Linked DNA regions of Callithrix jacchus: region 1 is linked to region 2. Evidence: chromatin contacts called from public Hi-C data. All regions are on one chromosome and are shown on one strand. Each heading gives the region's core, a stretch centred on a gene start, on an enhancer-like site or on the middle of the called end of the contact. The rest is flanking DNA. Distances are from core to core; before and after follow the strand shown. Region 1 overlaps CPEB4 (cytoplasmic polyadenylation element binding protein 4). Region 2 overlaps LOC118151340 (a long non-coding RNA gene).

The links. A called contact is a pair of places that touch in the nucleus more often than the background predicts.
Region 1: a contact with region 2 is called in a Hi-C map of skeletal muscle, with 2.6 times the contacts expected there. The contact joins two enhancer-like sites. A contact is called at or near these places in 2 of 3 Hi-C or Micro-C datasets (both in skeletal muscle).

What each region holds. Positions count from the first base shown.
Region 1 is chr2:66,361,864-66,367,760 of calJac240_pri, forward strand. It overlaps CPEB4 (cytoplasmic polyadenylation element binding protein 4), which reads left to right. Exons shown (of 9, transcript XM_035290535.3): 7 at 672-786; 8 at 1,922-2,103; 9 at 5,004-5,897. The coding sequence ends at 5,231. Among named protein-coding and RNA genes, the nearest start is that of C2H5orf47, 34 kb to the right of the region's middle. Within about 2 kb of position 4,163, at least 3 of the 16 cell types and tissues checked have an H3K27ac peak or open chromatin away from gene starts, as enhancers often do. A contact at or near this core is called in skeletal muscle, where this site is marked.
Region 2 is chr2:66,201,320-66,207,104 of calJac240_pri, forward strand. LOC118151340 (a long non-coding RNA gene) reads left to right here. Exons shown (of 6, transcript XR_013532516.1): 4 at 1,243-1,363; 5 at 2,821-2,872; 6 at 4,901-5,785. Among named protein-coding and RNA genes, the nearest start is that of CPEB4, 93 kb to the right of the region's middle. Within about 2 kb of position 2,637, at least 10 of the 16 cell types and tissues checked have an H3K27ac peak or open chromatin away from gene starts, as enhancers often do. A contact at or near this core is called in skeletal muscle, where this site is marked.

The DNA of each region.
Region 1 (5,897 bases), core at 2,913-5,412, 160 kb after region 2:
GTTGGTGTGCGTATTTGGGAATCCACTGCTGTCAACCCATAGCCTTTGGTGTGGGCATTTGTGACAGTTAGAAAACGTGAACAGTTTTAAATGAGGTACATGATTCTTGATTGACTGAGCTAATAGATACACTGAAGTATTTGTCATAAAAAAAATGTTGTAAATATCATCAATATTTTAACTTTGAAAACTATTTTGAAATAATGCATTAGATTTGATGGTATCAGGAGTAGTTTGCATTTCCTGAACATACACTGATTGGACATACAATTCTAGTTTACTTAGCACTGGCTACCATGCTACAAATTTATTGATTGGCATTGGATACCAATGCTAAAAATTTAAATTATGTAGATATTGGGGGATTGGGCAGACTAACGGCCCAAATAAGCTGAAAAACAGCAAATTAACTTACAGATAATTAGGGGGCTTGTTAAGTAATTTGGCTTATAATAGAGAATCAAAGTGAACTTTTCACCTTGGTTTAGTTTACTCTAAAAATGATGGGTTAGGATACACTATTTTTAAATCTTCTAGTTTCCCAGCTTTATTGACTTGTAATAATAGGATTATTGCTTTTAAGATTAAAATACTTTGTAATAATTTTTAACTTTTTCCCCCATAAAGTATCTGTATTGAAAATGAGACATTTTGGTTTGTACATTCCCTAGGTCCAGATTCGGCCTTGGAATCTCAGTGACAGTGACTTTGTGATGGATGGTTCACAGCCACTTGACCCACGAAAAACCATATTTGTTGGTGGTGTTCCTCGACCATTACGAGCTGGTATGATTAAACAAACAACAAACTCTCTATCCTATAGCACAAGAAATATCAAGATCTTCAGGATAAATTTTTCACAAAAATTTGAGTTAACATCCAAGAGTAAGAATTCTAAAATCAAAGTGTCTGAGTTTGAATTCATGTGTTCTAATAGTTGAGTGACCTTGGACAAATTCCATGATTTTTGTAATTCTCACAGTTTCCCCATCTGTCAAGTAGGGGTGAAAGGTGTATGTATTTCTAGTATTATCTTGAGGGTTGAATGAGATGACCAGTGCAAAGTACTTAGTCTAGTGCTGCATAATGCTAATTATTCTCATCATTGTCTGAAAAGAAAAAAAGTAGTTCAAGAATAGATTACATATTGAGATGGTCAGTATTTGTTTCTCACATCCTCATTTGCTCAACAGCCATTAACTGAGCTCTGGAATATAATAGACTTCTAAGCGGTGCCTCATGCTTTTAGAGTAGTACTTACAGAACAAATTAAATTCCCAACTTCAAGTAATTTGAGGTTTAATAGTATAAATGAGATAAAAAGCATAACATGAACAGCAATGTAGCTTCATGATTATAACACTTCATAGAGAAGATGTAGTCATTTCATGGTTTTTTGTTTTTTTTTTTTAAATGAAAAATTGGTGAAGAGACTACGGGGAAAGGGTTTTGATGGGAATAAGCCAGGAGGGTCCCCAAAGAGTCTACCAGTTAGTTTTCTAATGTTCGGGTAATTATTATATTAATCAATACATCATTAACTGGTAAATCTATGGCAGCAACATGGCACAGAGTGACAAACGTGGGAGCCACGCCCAGCACTATCACTTAATGACCTGTGACCTTGGACAGATCGATCGCCCTTTCTGCGCTTCAGTTTCCTTGAGAAATTACTGTCTACTTCATAGAGTTGGGAGAAGAATAAAGAGAACATATTAGAAAACATCTAGCAACCCCTTGCCCAAAGTTAAAAGATAAAGCTTGACACAATGGATGACTGGTTGTAGTAATAAGTTTAATTTTAATAATTATTTTAGTGATGTGAGCTTAGAGTACAGATGAATTGCTTTTGATGAAATCGTTGGTGAGCCAGATGAATTTTCCTGATTTTAAATATCCTGTTTGCTCCTTTCTTAATTAGTGGAGCTTGCAATGATAATGGATCGGCTATATGGAGGTGTGTGCTACGCTGGGATTGATACTGACCCTGAGCTAAAATACCCAAAAGGAGCTGGGAGAGTTGCGTTCTCTAATCAACAGAGTTACATAGCTGCTATCAGTGCCCGCTTTGTTCAGCTGCAGCATGGAGAGATAGATAAACGGGTAAGCCTTACACTACACTTTGGAAAATTTTAGAAATGGTCCTCTAAATGTGTGATTAGCAATATTAGAATGGGAAAATTTTATGACAATAAAGTGACAGCTGAGAATTTTGCCTATAGAGTTAATTCTGCTCTATAATACATGAAAGAATTTCCTATGAATTTCTTTTATCTTTGATTTTTTTTGAGTAGCCTAATCAGAACACTATAATCGATTTACTTGAGTTAATTTAATCTTCTCTAAACTATAACTTTCATTCAATCTCAATCCATCCATCCATTCATTCATTTAGTTTGTCAGTCATTCAATAAATATTTACTGAATTCTTTGTACTGTGTTATATCAGGTATATAAACAGGAATGCCCTTGAGATTTCCTGCCTCTTTTTTTGTTTTGTTTTTTAATCCTGGGACATAGCAAATACCTCAGTAAGCGCTATTTCTCAATGAATTGCACTCACAGATTTCTTTTCTTTTTTTTTCTTCTTTTTCTACAGTCGCTGCCTCTCACCAATTTATTTCTTAGCTTGGTGTTTCATCCACTCAACAAACATTTTAAAGCTTAGGTCAAGAAGTTCCTGTTCTCATGAATTTATTTCCTAGCAGATAGAACTGTATCATTTGCTAGAACTACTCAAAGTATGGCCTGTGGACTGACCACCAGTCTGCAAACTTAGTTTGTAGTGAGATAGGAATTTAGACCAGACTGTGTAATCAGCTACATTGCTGGGCACAATGTTTGGTCCAGCTGGAAGCTGGCAGTTGTTTTTTCTTTTTCTTTTTTTTTTTTAGAAAAAGAGGGAGAGAGAACGGGAATGTAGCTTTATTCTAAAAATGGGTATTAATAATGGCCGATCAATATTTTGTGTATTTAAAATGGAGAGCTCTATAAATATTTATTGAGTTTACTTGTTCCGGATCTGAGTTCAAGTCCTGGATATTATTAATTTTCTGTCTCGTTGAGTCTAAAGGAGACTCAACAGTTGTTTTTTCATAGAAAAGTTTTATTGATGAGGGAAGCAACATGTTGATTTATATTCTGGTATTACCTTTTTATTTCATGGCACACTGGCACTTGCATTAGTGCTGACTTTGATATCCAACACTCTGAGGTATTGTGCTAAAATAGATTGATTTTATTGTGTTGTTCTCAATTCAAGATGTAAAAATGATCAAGTCAGTAATGGTTTCTGCTTTTTATGTTTCATGTCATGTATAGTCTACTTCATTGGCAGTAAAAACATTTAAGATAGTAGTGATCATCCTACAACTGGCTTTATTAAAGAGAACGGCACCTATTCTATTCTAAGTGTTGGGGGAGGGACAAGATTAGTACATTAATATGCCTACTTGTTTGTTTTTGTTTGTTTGTTTTTGAGATGGAGTATCGCTCTGTCACCCAGGCTGGAGTGCAGTGGCACGATCTTGGCTCACTGTAACCTCCATCTCCTGGATTCAAGTGATTCTCCTGCCTTAGCCTCCCGAGTAGCTGGGATTACAGGCGTGTGCCAACATGCCCAGCACATTTTTGTATTTTTAGTAGAGACCGGGTTTCACCATGTTGATCTGGCTGGTTTCGAGCTCCTGACCTGAAGGGATCCACCTGCCTCGGCCTCCCGAAGTGCTGGAATTACAGACTTGAGCCACCCACCACATCCGGCCTATTTGTTTTTTTATGCACACTAAAAAATATCTACGTATCACTGCCTCATTCTAACATAAGTTTCAGAGCTGTGGGGTTGGTCATTAGAAATTCAGACTTAATTTGTATTCCTTTGCAATGAAATCCTTTGCCCAGTGTTCTTGCCACTCTGTAGACAGACATTATGGAGCAGCCTAGAGGCCAAAAGTCTGGTGCTGTCCTTATGCCTACTCTTCTTGGACTTCCGTGGCACTCTTCTCCTTTTGTACTTTTATTTTTTTAGTTAAAACATTATTTTTAGATGCAGGGTCTCACTCTGTCACCCAGGCTGGAGCACAGCGGCACAATCATGATTCACTGCATGTTCTCATTTTGTTCATGGCTAACCTTGGTCGGGATTTCTTGTCAGAGCTGGATGGCACCATTGGTGGTGACAGCCTGCTGTAAGGGAGTTTCAGCTGTGAGTCTCTCCAAACTAAAAATAACCAGCTCTTTTCTAGCTGATGAATTAATAACCAAGTGACTGTTAATGCTTGAAACATTCACATGACAGGTTGGCCGATAGAACACTGAAACAGGCCCAGTTTTAGAAATTCACCTTTGACTTTTAGACTCAGGTGAACCATTCTTAACTGAGAAAGAATAAAGCAGGGTTTTAAATTGTGAATCCTGTAGCTGCATCTTTTTTTTTTAAAACAGAATTCCAGGTTTGTGATTATAACCCAAGATGTGTACACTATAAATAGAAACCACGAGCCTGGCTTTACGACAGCTCAGAATCTCGTGACACAGAAGTCAGGCATCTTCCCACTGACTTGAATATTGAAGTGCAGTTGTGTGGAACTTGGATCCTCTTAGCTGATTTTGTTTAAATTATGATTCCACATATGACAAAAATCCAGATCCACTAATTAAAATGAGGGTTTGTGTCTATGAAAAATCTCCTGTGAGTTTGTTTAATCTCATAACATTCTAGTCTAAACAGTTGGCTTCACTTCATGTCTACTGAAATCCTTTTTCCTTTGAAGAGTGTTTATTTAGTAGAAAAAAAAAAGTAAAATGATAGATAATTAAAACCTTCCTAGGTTCTTAAAAGATGAACTATCCATATTTCAGTGAATGAATAATTAATTGTTCCTTCCACTTTGGGTACTTTGGAACAGATTCCTTCAGATAGTGGATGGAAATGTACATGTATGATAAGTGTTGCTGGCCTAGTCACTGAAAAATGTAAGATCTTTTTTTATTTTTGATTGCAGGTGGAAGTTAAGCCATATGTCTTGGATGATCAGCTGTGTGATGAATGTCAGGGGGCCCGTTGTGGGGGAAAATTTGCTCCATTTTTCTGTGCTAATGTTACCTGTCTGCAGTATTACTGTGAATATTGCTGGGCTGCTATTCATTCTCGCGCTGGCAGGGAATTCCACAAGCCCCTGGTGAAGGAAGGCGGTGACCGCCCTCGGCATATTTCATTCCGCTGGAACTAAAGGATAACTACAGTGCTCATTTTCAGGCCTCAGAATAAGTGCACTCTTCTGTTAATTCTGACCCCTTCCTCAACCTCTTCATGCTGGCATGTCCTTTTGTAGCAGTTTGCAACTTAACTATAGTATAATGAAAAGGATGACCTATAATATAGGTGTTTTGTAGATTCTTGTGTCACTGCAAACAATATGAACTCCTTTTTCGTATTGCCATCGGGTTACATGGAAGTTTTATTCTCTTGTTTTGCTGGAGACCAAGAGGATCTAAACTTCCTTTAACATTTTCTTAGAGGAGAGAGAGAAATATTAAAAAAGAAATAAAACAATAGAGTATTTTGGGTTTTTAATTAAATTATTGTTAATAATATAACATATAAGAATACTTTTATTAAAATAACCATGCAACAATAACACTATCCATCTATCTGACAGTTTTTCCCCCAGGGAAGTGCTTTTGCCTTTTCCTTTCTTTTTTTTTTTAATCTTTTTTGTCTCTCTCTTTTTTTTCCATTCCCTTTTAATTTTTTTAGCAGCAATGGAGGAAGTTAACAATTTTTAACGGAAAGAACATGTTAAAACAAATGCATAAGCAAGATTGAGCAGCATTATAATTAATTTTCAGGGTTTTGAGGCTGAACATAATTTCATTATCCCTCAAAAAGTTACCAC
Region 2 (5,785 bases), core at 1,387-3,886:
AGGCCTCAGAAGTGGGCATGGGCATTTGGACAGGGAACCCCAGAGTCCTAGGAACCCAGTGTCCTCCAGAGGGGGTTCCAACTGGGTATAGCCCCTTGTTCCCCAAGACTCCTCACTTGCAGGGAGGGGTAGTGTCTGAGCAAGACCTTCTAAAATGCAGGGTGCAGGGCTGGAGCTCCTCTTACCCTGCTCAGAGAGTGCTGGACAGGAAATCAGAGATGCAAGAAAATCAGATGTTTTGTTTTTGGATGGAGTCTAGCTCTGTTGCCCAGGCTGAGTACAGTGGCCAACTCTTGGCTCACTGCAGCCTCTGCCTCTGGGTTCAAATAATTCTCCCACCTCACCATCCTGTATAGCTGGGATTACAGGTGCATGCCACCATGCCCTCCTAATCCTTTTTTTTTTGTACTTTTCGTAGAGACGGGGTTTTACCATGTTGGCCAGGCTGGTTTTGAACTCCTCACCTCCAGTGATCTGCCTGCCTCAGCCTCTCAAAGTGCTGGGATTATAGGCATGAGCCACCACACCTGGCTGGAAATCAGCTTTTTGATTTTGCTATTTCCAAGTGAGATCTGAAGTAATGCCCACAACCTCTCTGGCCCTTAGTCTTCCCCAGAGTCAATCTATTTAGTCTCTGCACTTCCTTCTGGCTCTGGCTCAGGGTCCTAAAGCTGGTCTTGCCCTTGCTAAGGCCAGTGGGTATAGGTCATCTGCTTTGTAAAACCTTTTACCTGGTGCCAGCACCTCCCGGGCCACAATTAGCCTTAGTGTTTAACACCTGGACTTCCCTAAGCAGCAGGCCTGGAACTGAAATGCAAGCGCACTCATGCAAACCTTTTATTTCTTTTGCCTGTGACCTGGGATCATGAAAGCAGTGGAATACTGACCAGGCTCATCAGTGCTGGTGTCCAGGTCTTCCAGGCAGGACAGGCCTCCATCAGACCCGTTCACATATCTGGCTGGTTCTCCCAAGCCAGGTCTGTCATCAGGATCTTTAAAGAAAATCAATGAAAGAAGCAAAATGAGAGGACAGAGAACGCCTGATTTAGTGTAGGAAAAAGCTGGTATGGGCCTGCAAGTTCTGCAGTGTGCAGAGACAGCCCTGCTGAGACAGATAAGGCCTTAGGCTGAATATGGGGAGGGGAAAGAAAGGGGACCAGAGGAAGGGAATAATTATTACTGTGTAGTGAGTTTTTCCAGGCACCATAATATGTGTTGCTCTTTTCTTTTCTTCTTTTTTAGACAGATTCTCACTCTGTTGCCAGGCTGGAGTGCAATGGCGCGATCTCAGCTCACTGTACCCTCTGCCTCCCAGGTTCAAGCGATTCTCCTGCCTCAGCCTCCCACGTAGCTGTGACGACAGGTGCGCGCCACCACACCCAGCTAACTTTTTTTTTTTTTTTAATTTTTAGTAAAGACAAGGTTTCACCATATTGGCCAGGATGGTTTTGATCTCCTGACCTTGTGATTTGCCCGCCTCAGCCTCCCAAAGTCCTGGGATTACAGGCGTGAACTACTGTGCCCGACAGTGTTGAACTTTTTTACCTACATTTTCTCAGTAATGTAAGGACCTCATAGACCAGTGAAATCCTCCCCTTTCCAAGACCTCAATTTTGGGAGCTGACATAGGGCTGCTCACTTTTTATTTTGCCATGGAAAGACATTATAAAGCAAATATCCATTCAATTGTTTATTCAGTTGACAAATATTTATTGAGGATTTACTCTGTGCCAGGCATTCTTTCAAGCCTTGGGATACAGCTGTGAACAAGACAGACAAAAACCCCTGCCCTCCTGTGAAGTGGGCCAAACAGGAAATAAATCATAGGTCACATGGTCTAAGTGCTATGGAGGAAAAACAGGTTAGGGAATGGGGAAAGGCACTCTGTGGGTGGATGGCAGTTTTCAATAAGGTAACCAGGGAAGGTGTCCTTGAGAAGGAGACGTGTGAGTTAAGTTCTGAAGCCAGTGAGGCAGTGAGTCTTGTGGGTGGGGGTGAGTGGGGCAAGGATTCTTGGCAGGGGCCACAGCAGCACCAAGGCCCTTAGTCCTCTTCAGTGCAAAAAATAATAATCAAAGAAGGGCCTTGGTGAGGTGGCGCATGCCTATAATCCCAGCACTGGGAGGCCGAGACAGAAGGATTGCTTGAAACTAGGAGTTCAAGACTGTCTCTAAAAAACATAAATTAGCCAGGCATGACTGTGTGTGCCTGTGGTCCCAGCTACAGGCTGCGGTGGGAGGATCGCCTGAGCTCAGGAGTTCAAGACTGCAGTGAGCTGTGTTTGTGCCACTGCACTCCAGTCTGGGCAACAGACTGAGACCCTGTTTCTGTAATAAAAATATAATAATAATAAAGGAAGGATATAATCACAGAATAAGAGCCAATCTTCCTTAAGGGAGGGCAGTTGGTGATCTATTATGTTGATATATTATACACATATATACACATACGTATGGAGATACATTAATTTGTCCTTAGTTGATGCTGCACAGGGTAAGAACCTGTCCCTAGTCAGTTTTTGTCTGCAGACCCGCGTGTGGTAAGTTACCGTTATTGCATTTGACAGGTGAGAAATCTGAGCCTCAGAGAGGGAGCAGGCTTTGTCCTGCATGATGACAGCTGAAACCCACAGGCTAGGATTTGAACCCAGATCCTGAAGACACCAGGGCCTTTGCCCTTGTCCACTAGCCATTCTGGCCTGCTTCACAGCCATGCCTCCTGGCCCCCATTCCAGGGCTTCACAAGTGCTGATTAAAAGAACAGCTTTGCCATCTGGTTTAACCTGATTTTTTCTCCTTTATTTTCTTACCCAAACTGCAGGCCCAGGAAGGAGGCCGGAGTAGTATGGATGGCATCTGAGCTGGCAGGACGGGTGAGCAGGCGGGCAGGGCTGCAGACTTTGCTCCTTTCGAGAGAGATCCGTAGGCAGCTCCCTGGCTCCACGCCTGCTGGAGCCTTTGTGCTGGCATTTGGCCCATTCAGGAAGTCTAGGCTGGGAGTGGCCTTGGAAGACAGCATTGCCTCAAACGGACTCACGCCAGCCAGCACTGACTAGCCACCTGCTCTGTGCCCAGCTCTGTGCTGGGAGCTTCGTAGGTTACCTCACCAAAATGAATCCTCTCAACAGCAGTGAAACGTAGGCAAGAGACCCATTCATTTGTTCATTCACTCATTCAGACCTTCTTTACACCACGCTTTGCAGAGCACCACTTCATTCCAGAGAATACTGCCTCAGGCTTTACGACAGGCCAGGTATCATACCAGGCACTTGTGTTCTTATTTCAAAAGGTACAAATCAGAGTATGACACAGAGAGAAAGACTTTGAGGTCAATGGAGAAATTCAATCAGAGGAGACCTGGGGAAGTTTGGAAAGGAGGTGAGATCTGGGCTAGGCCCTGCAGTAGCAGAGTTTGGTGGGAAAAGGCCTTCAGGCAGGGGTAGCAGGCCAGGCAGCTGGATAAAGAAGAGTGTGTTTGGGAACCACATGCTGACTGACCCTCTGGAACAGGGTTTCCCCACAGGACAGTGGGAAGAGCAGTGGTTAGTTAGGAAGGAGGCTGGGAATGTTGGTTTCCTATCTAGTCTCTGTGAGTGGCTCCCAAGGCCAGCCACCAACCTCTCTGACCCTGTTTGCCATCCTGTGAATCAGGTTTAATGACCCTCATCCTGCCTGTGTTATAGGGAGGTTTTGAAGGTCAAAGAGACCCCAGAGACTTTACTATGCAGAGAGAGAGGTCACTTGCTCCTGGTTTTGCTTCTGTCCCAGAGGTGTGTGGGCCCCAGTGGTTTCTTCAAAGCTGGCCTCCAGCCACATCCTATGAGCCCCACGACCCCTACCCCAGGTGCTCCTGAAGGTCAAGAGTGTGTCCTGCTCATTTGCATCCTGTGCATGGGGTAGGCGGTCAGAGCCCAAGTCAAGGAGTCAGCCTGACGGCAGCCCGATCCCCATTCATGTGTATAGTTCCCCGGTGGCCCCTGGCCAATCACTTTCATCTCTGAGCCTCTGTGTCCTCATAATGAGGCTGTGGTGAGCTGTAAACAGCAGGTGATACGGAGCTTGGATCCAGCCCCTGTGAGGGACTGCCGGGACTGCTCTAACCAGGGACCTCACCGCCCTTCCCAGGATATCCTGGAGCAGGAATGCTCCTGCTGGTCCAATTCCCAAATGACAATCAATTACTCATTCCATTCACTCGCTCACTTGTCCACTCGCTCCGCTCACTTGCTCTTCATCAAATGCTTACTGACTGCCTTCCAGGCACCCAGCATAGCACTGAGTGCTTTGTTGCTGCAGTCTAAGACAAGGTTTTGAACCTCAAGAGAGAACTTACAATTGAATTAAAATTGGAAGGCAACATGTAATTATGTGCCCCATAGATGGGGCAGATGGCAGTTGATGGAGTGAAGAGGGAGAAAAAGACACAGAAATTGTTAGGTTGGAGTTGGGTAGGGGTATGTGTCAAGGAAGATCTCTCAGAGGGTGTGGACTCCAGCAGAGGCTGTGGAACTCAGGTGGGTGGGGAGTGGCAGGTGGGCATTCCAGGTGAGGGAACTACCTGAGCAAAGGTATAGAGGGAGGCAGGCGTGTGGCCATTGAACCTGCTTAGCTGGAAGGAATGGGTGGAACCTGGTTGTACAGGTGGCCAGGGCTGGGTGGCAGAAGGCCAGGAGACTGAGCACTTCCTGCAGACTGGATTTCAGGGTGTTGACGGGGGAGGCTGCGACATCAGCTAACTCAGAGGCTCTGAGGTAACCAGGTGGGAGGGTCAGTGATGGGCTCGCCTCCCTGCCCAGAAGGCCTCCTGCCCCTTTAGATAGGACATAGGGTGGGAAAGGCAGAGCCCCTGCCTCCAATTCACTGTGTAGGACAACACTCAAGTAGGTCATTGTGTTTCTCAGGGTCTTGGTTTCTAAACATGGAAAACTGGAGTGACTGGACCAGATAGTCTCAATTGCCTTTCCAGCTCTGGGACTCTAGAATCTTCTTACTGTCAATTCTGCGTCTGCTGTAGTGGACCTACCCATCCCTGCTTCTCAGCAATCACCCTCCCCGCCAGCAGCGTGGTTAGCCTGTGAGCTCATGTTTGCTTCACGTGATACTTCTCCTCCAACCTGGCTCTGGAAGATTCCTGACCCTGGAGAGACACACTGCACAGACAATCAGATAAATCCACTGGCGACTTTGAACCAAGAGATCCAGGCCCTGGGTTTATTAGATAGTGTTAGCCCTTAGATACAATGTTATAAGAAAAAAAAAGACTAGTGTTTGCTGAGCTTTATTTCATTCTCACATCAACCCTGCAAAGTAAGCTCTGTTTGTATACCCATTTTATAGATGAGGAAACCAAGTTTAGTGACGAACCATGTTTGTCAGATTATGGCATGCAACTGGTTATGAAAACAAAAATATTTAGACTTTAGTATATTTTAGTATAGTTTAGTATATATTAATACACATGGTATAGTTTAGTATAGCACATATTCTGTATACTAAAAATATACTAAAAGCTACATATTTCCATTTTTAGTGTATATAATATAGTATATGCTAAAATAATTATAATATATCTTTAGATAAACCTATATTATTTTGTTTATGTAAATATTATATACTATGGACTGAAATTCCAATAGAAAATTCCAAATAAGTTCTACTAACTTGGAAACAAAATGTTTCTTGGAACTGACACAGTAGATAAAGAATTTAAGGAGTGAAGTGAACATGGGTTTTATATATTGGGAAGGATTTTCCCTGATATCTTTGGAGCTTGTATCTGCTGTTAG